Regions from separate parts of the Macaca mulatta genome. Here all the other regions are linked to region 3. Evidence: chromatin contacts called from public Hi-C data. All regions are on one chromosome and are shown on one strand. The core of a region is the stretch at or near the end of the contact, and the rest is flanking DNA. Distances in the headings are between cores, read along the strand shown.

Region 1 (3,460 bases), core at 240-2,739, 290 kb after region 3:
GTAGGGATTACAGGCGCGTGCCACCACGCCCGACTAATTTTTTGTATTTTTAGTACAGGCGGGGATTCAGCGTGTTAGCCAGGCTGGTCTCCATCTCCTAACCTCGTGATCCACCCGCCTCGGCCTCCCAAAGTGTTTGGATTACAGGCGTGAGCCACCGCGCCCAGTTGGTATTCTAATTTTGACTGTACCTTGAGCTCCTTCACTTTGAACAATTTTCAAGTTAGTTCATCTCTAAATCTAAAACTAGAGCAAAACAACATTGCTGCTAAAGCAATCTAAAAATGATAAAACTTAACTAAAAAAAGTTAGCTCTTTAAGAGCACAGGGTACCTGCCGATTTTCATTAATATACAATACCACGCGGTATTAACCTTACGATCATTTTAGGAAAAACTTTGGCCATTGGGCATGCATGATGTAATAATCCAGTAGCTTATTGTGACATGGTTTAATGTTTTTATTAGAGGCACACTTCAGAACAAATCCCCAGGTCCTGGGATTCTGGCTGTTGACTCTCGAACGCGTCATCTCCTCCAGGAGGCTCGCGAGAGCTGGGGCTGGGCTGTACGGGCCTCCTTGGGGCGCACTGCACCACCTCACCTGCCTTCGAAATGCATCTTTGGGCCTCCGCTGGGGTTGAGCTCCTCTGGGTAGTAACCAGGGGGCTCTTATTTTCTATATCCCTGCACCTCGCTCAGCGGCACACTTGTGCTAAATGAAACAAAGCCCAACCTTTTCCTCAGGATGAGAAGCTCTTCCAGAAAATACATAGGAAAACGTGTTGTTATTATTTTTAATCTCAAAACCACCAGCAACTTCAATAAAACAAATTTTGGGTGTGCTTGTTACTGCTGCACCCTACTAAACAGATTATTTAAGAATTCAGGCTGGCGCCATGGCTCATGCCTGTAATCCCAAAAGGCAGTGGGAGGCCAGCAGGCGTTTGGGAGGCTGAGGCGGGAGGATCCCTTGAGGTTAGGAGATAAGAGGCCAGACTGGCCAACGTGGCAAAAACCTGTCTCAAACAAACAAACAAAAAAAGACTTTACATGGGGTCAGAACTCTTGACACAGATGTTTTAGCATAGGGGAAAGAAAGAAATGCTTTGTTACTGATGGTGTCCTGGCCACTTTATCATGCCACTCTATCCTACGGTGAGCCACCCTACTTGATCAGTTTACACATGTGAGTCTATAAATGCCCTACGGAAGCTAAAATTATATTAATAGATACAAAATTCGGCTCGTTATAATTATTTTTACTGCGGGTTCTCTGAATTTTGCTGCTTAGCTTTCACCCGCAGCTGAGTGGGAGCCACAAAACCAAGACCTGTTTCCCTGGTAACGCTCCGAGCGCCAGGGCCTGCGACCCCTCCCTTTCTCGCGAGAAGAGACTGCCCAGTTCTTCCGGTAACTTTAGAGCCGCCTGCCGGTCGCCTCCCTCTTGCCCTTGGCTTCGCGCATGCCCAGAGAGAGTGGCGGGAGTCTGCGTTTTCCGGCCAGAGGACACGGTGCGTTTTCGGGGTCATGTTTGTGCTTCCTGTTTTGGAATCCACGCGGGTTGTGGGAGTTCCGCGCCTGCTGATCTGTTCGGGGTTTAGCCGAGGGGGGATGTGACTAGGTGTCCCGCCTCTCTAGGGGAAGGGAAGAAAGAAGCAATAGAGTCGCTGAAGTTCGTGCCGAGGAGCCGGGAAGGGAAGCTCTGGACTGGGAAAGGGACGCGGGGGCTGAGTGGTGCGAAGGCTGTTGCTCTATGCCCTGTGGGATACAACTCCTTGTCGCTGGAACAAATTTTGCATTGTCTGTAAGAGTTGAGCCTAGCTGAAGAAAGGAATTACAAATCCCAAATGTGGACCAAAACAATGCACGTTTTCCCCTCTCTCCCTCTTACTCCCCTCACTACCCCATCATGAGTACGTGCCCTTCTGAAACTTAAATCCTTATCCTTTATCCACACACAAAAGGGAGAGCCCTGGAGTACAGCCGTCCAAATGCAGAGTTGTTTAGATAGTAATGGCGTCTGCATGAGGATGTAGAAGAGTCCTTATGACTTACAGGAGATATGGAATATAGCCTCCCAAACTTGATATTTTGAGTTTCTGAAATTAGCCTTCTGCCTGGTCCTTGTAACATACCCCAAAGACAAAATACAAAGTATTTCCAGACATAATCATTAATCCTTAAATTACAAAATAAGACATTTTTATATATTGGAAGTATTAAGTTGTTCTTAAATAACCAGCCACGGCTGGGCGCGGTGGCTCACGCCTGCAATCCCAACACTTTGGGAGGCTGAGGCGGATGGATCTCAAGGTCAGGAGTTCGAGACCAGCCTGGCCAAGATGTCGAAACCCCATCTCTACTAAAAATACAAAACTCAGCCGGGCACGATGGTGGGCGCCTGTAATCCAGGCTACTGGGGAGTCTGAGGCAGGAGAATTGCTTGAACCTGGGAGGTGGAGGTTGCAGTGAGCCGAGATCACACCACTGCACTCTAGCCTGGGAGACAGCAAGACTCCGTCTCTAAATAAATAAATACATAGCCAGCCACTTCTCTGTTGATTACACTGTGATGCCAATGAAGTTATGTATAATTTTGGGTTCCCTTTCTATATACTGATACTAAAATGGAAAAAGTTTTGGTAAAACATTTTAAAGATGAGAGAAGGTATATGTAGTTTCAGTTACCTTTGTAAGGGATGCAAAATTTGGTTTTTAAATGGAGCAATAGTTTCTTTTGGTTAATTCCTGTGCTTTTTGTTTTTTTCATAGATGCAGGGGGAGGGACACCCTAGTGCTTCCCTTATTGACAGAACCATCAAGATGAGAAAAGAAACAGAGGCTAGAAAAGTGGTCTTAGCCTGGGGACTCCTAAATGTATCTATGGCTGGAATGATATATACTGAAATGTAAGTGAAGCAGCCCAAAAAAAGTGAAAATTTAAGAAGCTGGTGACTGGTTCCACAGATTTTTGTGTTTTTGATTTTTGGTGTTTTTAAGATCATTGGAAAGCCTTTCTAATTTTTTTTCAGGACTGGAAAATTGATTAGTTCATATTACAATGTGACATACTGGCCCCTCTGGTATATTGGTAAGTAATTAATTTTCACTGTAACTTACATTTACCAATGAAAAACTACTTTCAGGTTTAATTCAGCTTAGTATACATTTACCAATGAAAAACTGCCTTTAGGTTTAATTCAGCTTAGTATACATTTCCTTATTCAACAAGTATTTGCCTGCCTGCTGGGTTGTAAAAACTGGGAATACAGCAGAAAGGGAGCAAGGTAAAACCCTGCTATTATGAAAGGAACATTCTCTTAGACAATCAAATTAATAAACAACACTTCAGGTAATTATGAGTTCTGTGAAGAAAAATAAGTTTAGAGGTTAGTGAGATTTGTTTTTGTTACTCTCCTGAAATGCCCTTTCTGCGTCTCTACCTTTTTACCTTTCAA
Region 2 (3,391 bases), core at 689-3,188, 430 kb after region 3:
TATCTTTACCTCCGGATAAATGGCTGTTCTTGGTCTTGTGTGCTAAGGGAATGCAGAAATAGCTCCACACTGAAGCCCCTTAGCAGAAATCATGGCTTCCACTGCCATCACGTGGTTGCAGTGAGGAAGTGCACCAACCAGGTTCTAGGAACCTAGGAATGCCTACATGAAGCCCATGGTACAATTAATCCGTGATCAAAGACCTAAAGATTACAGTAGAAGAGGGCAAACTGGTGACAGTGCTTGCTAAGAGTTCCATCTTCTAAGCTGTCAATACACAAAAATCTAAGTTTGTATTGTTAATTGGGAGTAAGAATAAAGATTGCTCCTTTTTTCTTTTTCATGTTAAGGATCATATATTTGGAAATTCTAGGGCGCCCAGTCTGATATTAACATCTCAAACCCAACTTCTGGTATATTATATGATTACTTACAAATGCCTCGATTTAATTTTAATGGCGCATATAAATGGTGTAATGTACATTTCTAGCACACATCAATAACCTCATCACAAACATAAGCAATTGTCTCATTAAATGTGCTAAATTAATTTCCTTTGTCATCTTCAATTTAATCAAATAATAATTTTTGACTACTTAGAAGTATAAGGCACAGTCATAAGTACAATTCAAAAAAATCAATTCATCATGTTCTCAAAACTCATCAGCTAAACAAATATATCACTAATATAATCAATATTATTCACAAAAAAACACGATGAATAATTAACACATCATTCCTGATAGTTCTTTTCATAGTAAAAATAGGCTTGCCCAGTGGGATATTTGACATTCTGTGCATTATTTAATTCCCTACCTTCCTTCTACTAGATTGAATATTCGATTACAAACGTACCTCTTTAAAATTGTCTACACATACATAGCCACTTGATTTTATTTTGTTTTCAAAAGCATCTGAACTCAAGACTACAGCACTGTAGACCAAAATGTGAAATAATGGTATGGGGTACATTTTTCCAATTCTTAGTTGTTTTTATATCGTAAACACAGCATAATTTTGTCACTAGGTATATTTTTGATCTTCACTTTCTCCCCTAAAACCTAGACCCCATTATCCATTCTGTCTCTGGACATTCCAAAATATTAATAATCCAACTAGTTTTCCCTAATTCTGTAGGTTCTCTTTCCCATACACTCCCAGCCAACACTCCCCCACCCCTTTCTTCTGTTTCAGAATGCCTCTTACACACACACCCCGGGTAGTTTTTACAAAATCACTCCTTGGAATGCGCTTCCCTCTTCTCTCCTTAACTTGGCACCCTTTTTGAAATAATTTCCCACAGCTAGGCGCCAATGTCTTTCATTTACAAGATCAAACTGCGGAAGGGGAAGAGATTGGGAACCGAGTAACAGAAACATTTGGAAATGTCAATGAGACAGTGGCCTCTCCTTTGAAAAGAAAACACAACTCTCAGTACAGAGCTTTCAACAGAGCAAAGATACTTTTCTTCGCTGTGCTCCTGTTCCCTCCCTGACCTCAAAGACACCTTCCCTTTTCTCTGATCCCCAGTCTCTCTGCTATGCGTGGGGCCTGCCTTTCCTCCTCCCAAGGAAAAGAAAGCCAGGGAGAAAAAGAAAAGGTAGCAGTCACCTTCCCGCCCGCCGCGCCCGCAAGCGGTCAGGACCCTGTCCCACGACTCACCTGGCAGGTGCGGCCGCCCGGAGAGTTGCACGAAGCGGTTGAGCTGGCCAGTCCCCCGACCCCCGCTGCCCCCACTGCCCCCGCCGGCCCCGCTACCTCCGCCACCAGCGCCGGCGGCGCCTCCTCCCCTCCGGCGGTTCCTGTCCCAGCCCTGGGCGGCCGACATGACCCGCTAACGATTGCCGCAGCCCGGTCCCGTCAGCGCCTGACCCGGCGGCACCAGCGGAACCTCCTTCCTGGGCTCCTTCAGAGACCCAGGAGACAGGGGAAGGGGGCAGCGCCCGGTCCCACCAGAGACCAATGACTTACCGCCTTGGTGAAAGGCAGCCAATGGTCAGTCGTTTTCTTGGTAGGTGGAGGGAGGCGGAGAGAAACGTGGTAACCATAGCTATGGCTAAAAAAAAAAAAAAGTGGGGAGAGAGAAAGGCAGAAGCAGCCACTCCTCGCTCTCATCGTCCGCGCTGGGCTGGCCGGCGTCACCCCGACTCCTGCGGGACCAGGCGGGCCAATCGAAGGCCGAGTGTCAGAGGCCGCGCCTGCGGAAACACGGCGACGGCCAGTGCCTCAGGTTTGGTTAGGGTTCAGGAACTCTTTCCTGTAAACATTGCAATCAGACACTGGATATAAGCATAATACACATATTTGGGGGCAATACGGTATTCTGCCAGCTTTTCAGACTGAGATCCCATTCCCTGACAGTTGACACAAAGGGCTTGCTTGGGGTCGGGGTGGGTGAGGGGACCCGGGGCGGAGTCAAAGTTAAAATGTAAGAACCAGATATTCCTGGGTTTCATTTGTCTTTCAGTCGGATTAACTGCACTCGTCCCTGTATAAGCCACGTCCCAATCAAACAGTTTTAAACCTGGTTAACAAATACGGGAAAATGCTCACTCTCACCAGTAATCTTAGAAATACAAAATAAAACCCCAATGAGAAACCATTTTTGGCTTATTACCTCAGTAAAGATTTTTCAAATAACACCCGGCAGTGTGTGGAATGCCAAGAAAAAGGTATTCTCATAGATGGCTGATGGCTCTGTAAATATTTTTGTTCACTCAAACTCCTTTTGGCTAGTAGAAAATTTTAATCAGCTTGGAAGATATATAATCAAAAGGAAATGTAAAATTAAATAAAAGGCAGTAACGGGTATGGAAGATCAAGATCAAAGAAAACTTTCGATGTGCCGATCAGGAGTCCTATTGTTCCAAAATTAAACAGAAATTTTGGCTTGAGACTTACTGGGCGCATTGCAAACTGGGAAAACAGACTACACACTGATGTTTCTAAATGATATGGAAAAAGCATATCAAATTCCTCAAGGGAAACAAAACTTTTCAAGGTCCTTAGATGTGACAGATTTTTTTTCTTTTGCATTAGAAGAACATTTCATGGTTGCAGGGGAAAAAAGAAATTCTGCTGGAGCTGAGGACAAATACCCTTTGGTCCTGGTGTGCAAATTTCTGGTCGCCACTGGCCCTGCCTCCTTGTTTTCTTACTTCCAGTCCCTGTAGGCAGAGATGTTTTAGCTACTAGCACCATAGCACACTACTTATGAAATGTTTGAGACTTTAAAAAAAAAAAAAAAAAGCCTGTGGTTCTAAAATATGAAAAACAATATATGTTAACTTTTTTTTTTTTTTTTTTTTGAGACGGAGTCTTGCTCTGTCGCTGAGACTGGAGTGCAAAGGCATGATCTCGGTTCACTGCAACCTCTGCCTCTCAGGTTCAA
Region 3 (3,478 bases), core at 560-3,059:
TAGTTATATCACAGTTTTCACCCCACAACAATAGCAGGCTATATCCCAAATACCTCCTTGAAAGGTCAGATGACAAAAAGCATTAAGTTTTGATGATCAGTTGCCCAGCGCTATCTGTCCTTTACTTCAATGCATACATTTTCATGTGCGGATTTCATTACTCCTTTCCCCCAGTGCTTCTCATCGCGCTCCTCCATGGGGTTCCAGCAGCTGAATCTCTGCAGTGACTCAGCAGAGAGCCCCGGGAGGGGCGGCCAGAGCGGCAAATGGGGAGGCTTCCCCGCTGGCGCTTAGGGAAAATGGGGGTTAAAAATCGAGGCGATCGACCAACATACTCCACTCCTGGACACCCCCCTCCACACCCTCCTCCTCTTACTCCAAGAAAGCAAAGCGGCAACCTTTCAAGGAGCCGTTTCTTGTCTCATTACCTCAGTAAAAATGCCCCCATGACCTTTTAGGATTTTTAGAAGTGAAGCAGCCTAGCAGTCAGTAGGCGAAATGGGTTAAGCAAACATTTTTTGGCCAAAATCCCAATTATTTGATGAGCCATGAGCAGAGAAAATAAGCAAACTCCAGTAACAAACTTTCCAGAAATTTCTGGGCCTTGATTTCTTCATCTGGTAAACAGAAAAACACACTCCCGTAATAATATCACCCAACCTGCTGCCCACCTGATGGCGTCGCCGCAAAATGAATGAACCACTTTATAAACCCGCGAAACTAAGGCGAACAATCGCTGCGCAACATGACCGTTTGGTCACATCGCCGTTCTCACTCGCGCTTGTTACTGAAATCTAAAAAATACTTAAGTAGTCACTCTGCGGTGACTCCCGCCACCGTGGTACCTGGGTCTTGAAATCCTAAGGTGCACCGCGGCGATCTCGGCACTGCAATTATCTTGTTTTTGAAATTCTAAGGTGCGCCACAGAGATACTGGGGTTCTAAAAACTCTAAATCGCACCAGGACGATGCTAGGGTCTATCCTTTAGGTCGCACCACGGCAATGGCGGGGCTAAAAATCCTACATCGCACCAGGGCTCTTTGGGGGTCTAGAAATCCTAAATCGCGCCACGGTAATGGCGGGGTCTAAAAATCCTACATCGCACCAGGGCTTTGCCGGGATCTATAAATCCTAAATCGCGCCACGGCAAAGGCGGAGTCTAAGAATCCTGAATCGCACCAGAGGGAAGCCAGAGTCCAAATATCCTAAATCAAATCAGGGCGATGCTAGGGTTTAGAAATCCTAAATCATGCTGCAACAATGAGTATAAAAATCCTAAATCGCGCCAGGGTGATGCCAGGATCTAAAAATCCCAATTCGTATCAGGGTGAGACCAGGGTCATTATGGATCCCAAGTCATATCAAGATAACGCTGGGGTCCAGAAATCCTAAATCTCACCAAGGCAATCCCGGGGTCTAGAAATCCTAACCCAAAGAGGTCCCGCGCTCTGAACATTCCATTGCGTGCAGGAGTGACACCCCCTCCTCAAGTAGGCAGAGCGGGCGCGGAATGCGTGCCGCCTGTCGGTAGAGTTTTCGCCCGAAGGCAGCCCCGGCTCGAGCACGGGCAAGCAGTCCGCCACTCGCCCGCGCCCTAGTCCCAGGGCGGCCAGCCACACCCCCTCGTTCCCGCCGCACACCCACCTGCGGAGGCGATCTCGGCGCACCATGGCCGCGTTATCCCATGCCGCCCGCCGCAGCGTTGCAGAGCACCGGGCGCCGCGGAGCCCGCAGCTGTGCAGGGCCAGCCGGCAGCAGGGGCGCAGCCCGCAGCCCACAGCAGCGCAGGGCGGCGCCGCGCCCGGCAGCTACAGCCACTCTGGCGTGCGCTGCGGCACTGCGCTTGCGAGGCGCAGCTGCCGCAGAGGAGGTGCCGTGGTGTGCTGGTTGCCGCGGCAGCGCGGAGCGAGTGGGCACCGACTTTTAGAGCCCACCCGCGCCCCGCCCCTAGCCCGCCCATCGCCGCAGAACCCCTACCGCCTGCTCCCCCGCTCGCCGCAGAGCCCCTCCCAGCCACTCTGCCACTGCCACGGCCACAGAGATGGGGTGCCCCTCTAACAGTGGCTCCTTTAGGGAGCACCTTCAGGGGTGTCGAGCCCCCTCCCCAAGACCCCGCTACTCCCTCGTGAACCCCCAACCCTGAGCCCGAGATTCTGCTGCAGAAACCCTCCCCTGACGAGTTAAGGCCACGGGCAAAAACAGCAGACCCCTGAGAGCCCCAACACTTTCCTTAGACCACCCACAAACCCCACAGGCCGCCCACAAGCCCCACAGGAGGATGGCCGCTCGACCTAAGGGGCAGCAGGGCTCGGGGGTGCCGGCCGTGGCGCTTGCTCCCGTCCCTCGTACTGAACCGTGAGAGGTGGCAAGCCACGAGGGCCCTACGCGCCCTAAGTCCCTAACTCCCGGTAACCACCAAGGGCACGAGCAAGCGGCTAGGGAGCGACAAGCTCTGCTGGACCCACCACCAAGCTAGTAAACAGATTCATGGTATGGCCACTATGGCCAAAGTTGCACAAAGTCCGGTTTCTGCCACTCCAGCCACCGCCACCGCGCGGGGCAGGTTTCCTTTACAGCAGCGCGACGTGGTCGGCATGCCAGACTCCCGGCCACAGCAGCGCCCTCGCAGCCCCGCTCCCTGCATGAGCCAGTCCGCGCTGCACAGAAGAGTGGGCACAATTAGGAGAGCAAAGCCCCCTTTATTTACGTAATATAGAATCACAGTGCAAGGGCTCAGTGGCACAAGAAAGAGGGAGGAATTTTTCTAACCATAATCCTTTAAAAGGCATCCCTTACGCCTTTGAAAAGTGTAGAGTATCACGAAGTGTCTGTGTTCATTTTCTGACCATAAACTGAAATACTGGCGAACGCACGCGGGGCGCAAGCTGGTGAGCGGGGCGGCCGGCCGGCCGGCCGGTGCCCGCTGCATCCAGAGGGGGCGCTGCAGGCCTCCCTTCGGTCGCGCACGGCCCAGGCCCTCCGCGACTCTGTAACTCTGCACCCGAAAGGTTCGGCGCTGGCCCGCAGGGCCTCCAACCCGTGACCCAGGGCGACCCACGGACACTGAGGAAACTACCGCCTATAAGCCTGTCATCAGAACCTGTGGCACAACACAGGTACACTTCTGCAGGGGTCTGGTTGCCCCCAGTAAACGCACTCATGAAACAAAAGCTGATTTAGCACCTACAGCGCGCTAAGAACCGGGGATGCGAAATAAATGAGAAATAGCCCCGGCCCGAGAGCAAGACGCAGGCCATCTGGAGGGGCAGACAGACAAGAACTGCCACTTTTTAAAATTTTCCTTGTAATTTCCTAGTGACGTTTGTGGCAGTTGACCCACTCCTTCCTAACATGTAAGGCCCTCAGAGGCCGAGCCCAAGTATTATTCGCCTTTTGTATCCCCAGAGCCCGCCACGGTGCTGGCCCCTAATAAATCCTGCTTGAATAAGTACAAGAATTTGAGGGCGCACAGGGGAG

The links. A called contact is a pair of places that touch in the nucleus more often than the background predicts.
Region 1: a Hi-C map of fetal cortical plate shows a contact between it and region 3, with 1.7 times the contacts expected there. The contact joins the promoter of TMEM209 here to the promoter of MEST in region 3. A contact is called at or near these places in 2 of 14 Hi-C or Micro-C datasets (fetal cortex germinal zone and fetal cortical plate).
Region 2: a Hi-C map of fetal cortex germinal zone shows a contact between it and region 3, with 3 times the contacts expected there. The contact joins the promoter of KLHDC10 here to the promoter of MEST in region 3. A contact is called at or near these places in 3 of 14 Hi-C or Micro-C datasets (fetal cortex germinal zone, fetal cortical plate and liver).

The regions. Positions count from the first base shown.
Region 1 is chr3:169,889,482-169,892,941 of T2T-MMU8v2.0, reverse strand. TMEM209 (transmembrane protein 209) reads left to right here and starts at 1,489. Exons shown (of 15, transcript NM_001257572.1): 1 at 1,489-1,513; 2 at 2,775-2,911; 3 at 3,035-3,093. The coding sequence starts at 1,511.
Region 2 is chr3:169,749,820-169,753,210 of T2T-MMU8v2.0, reverse strand. It overlaps KLHDC10 (kelch domain containing 10), which reads right to left and starts at 1,938. Exons shown (of 10, transcript XM_077997333.1): 1 at 1,759-1,938. The coding sequence starts at 1,828.
Region 3 is chr3:170,180,908-170,184,385 of T2T-MMU8v2.0, reverse strand. It overlaps MEST (mesoderm specific transcript), which reads right to left and starts at 1,809. Exons shown (of 12, transcript NM_001260942.1): 1 at 1,646-1,809. The coding sequence starts at 1,671.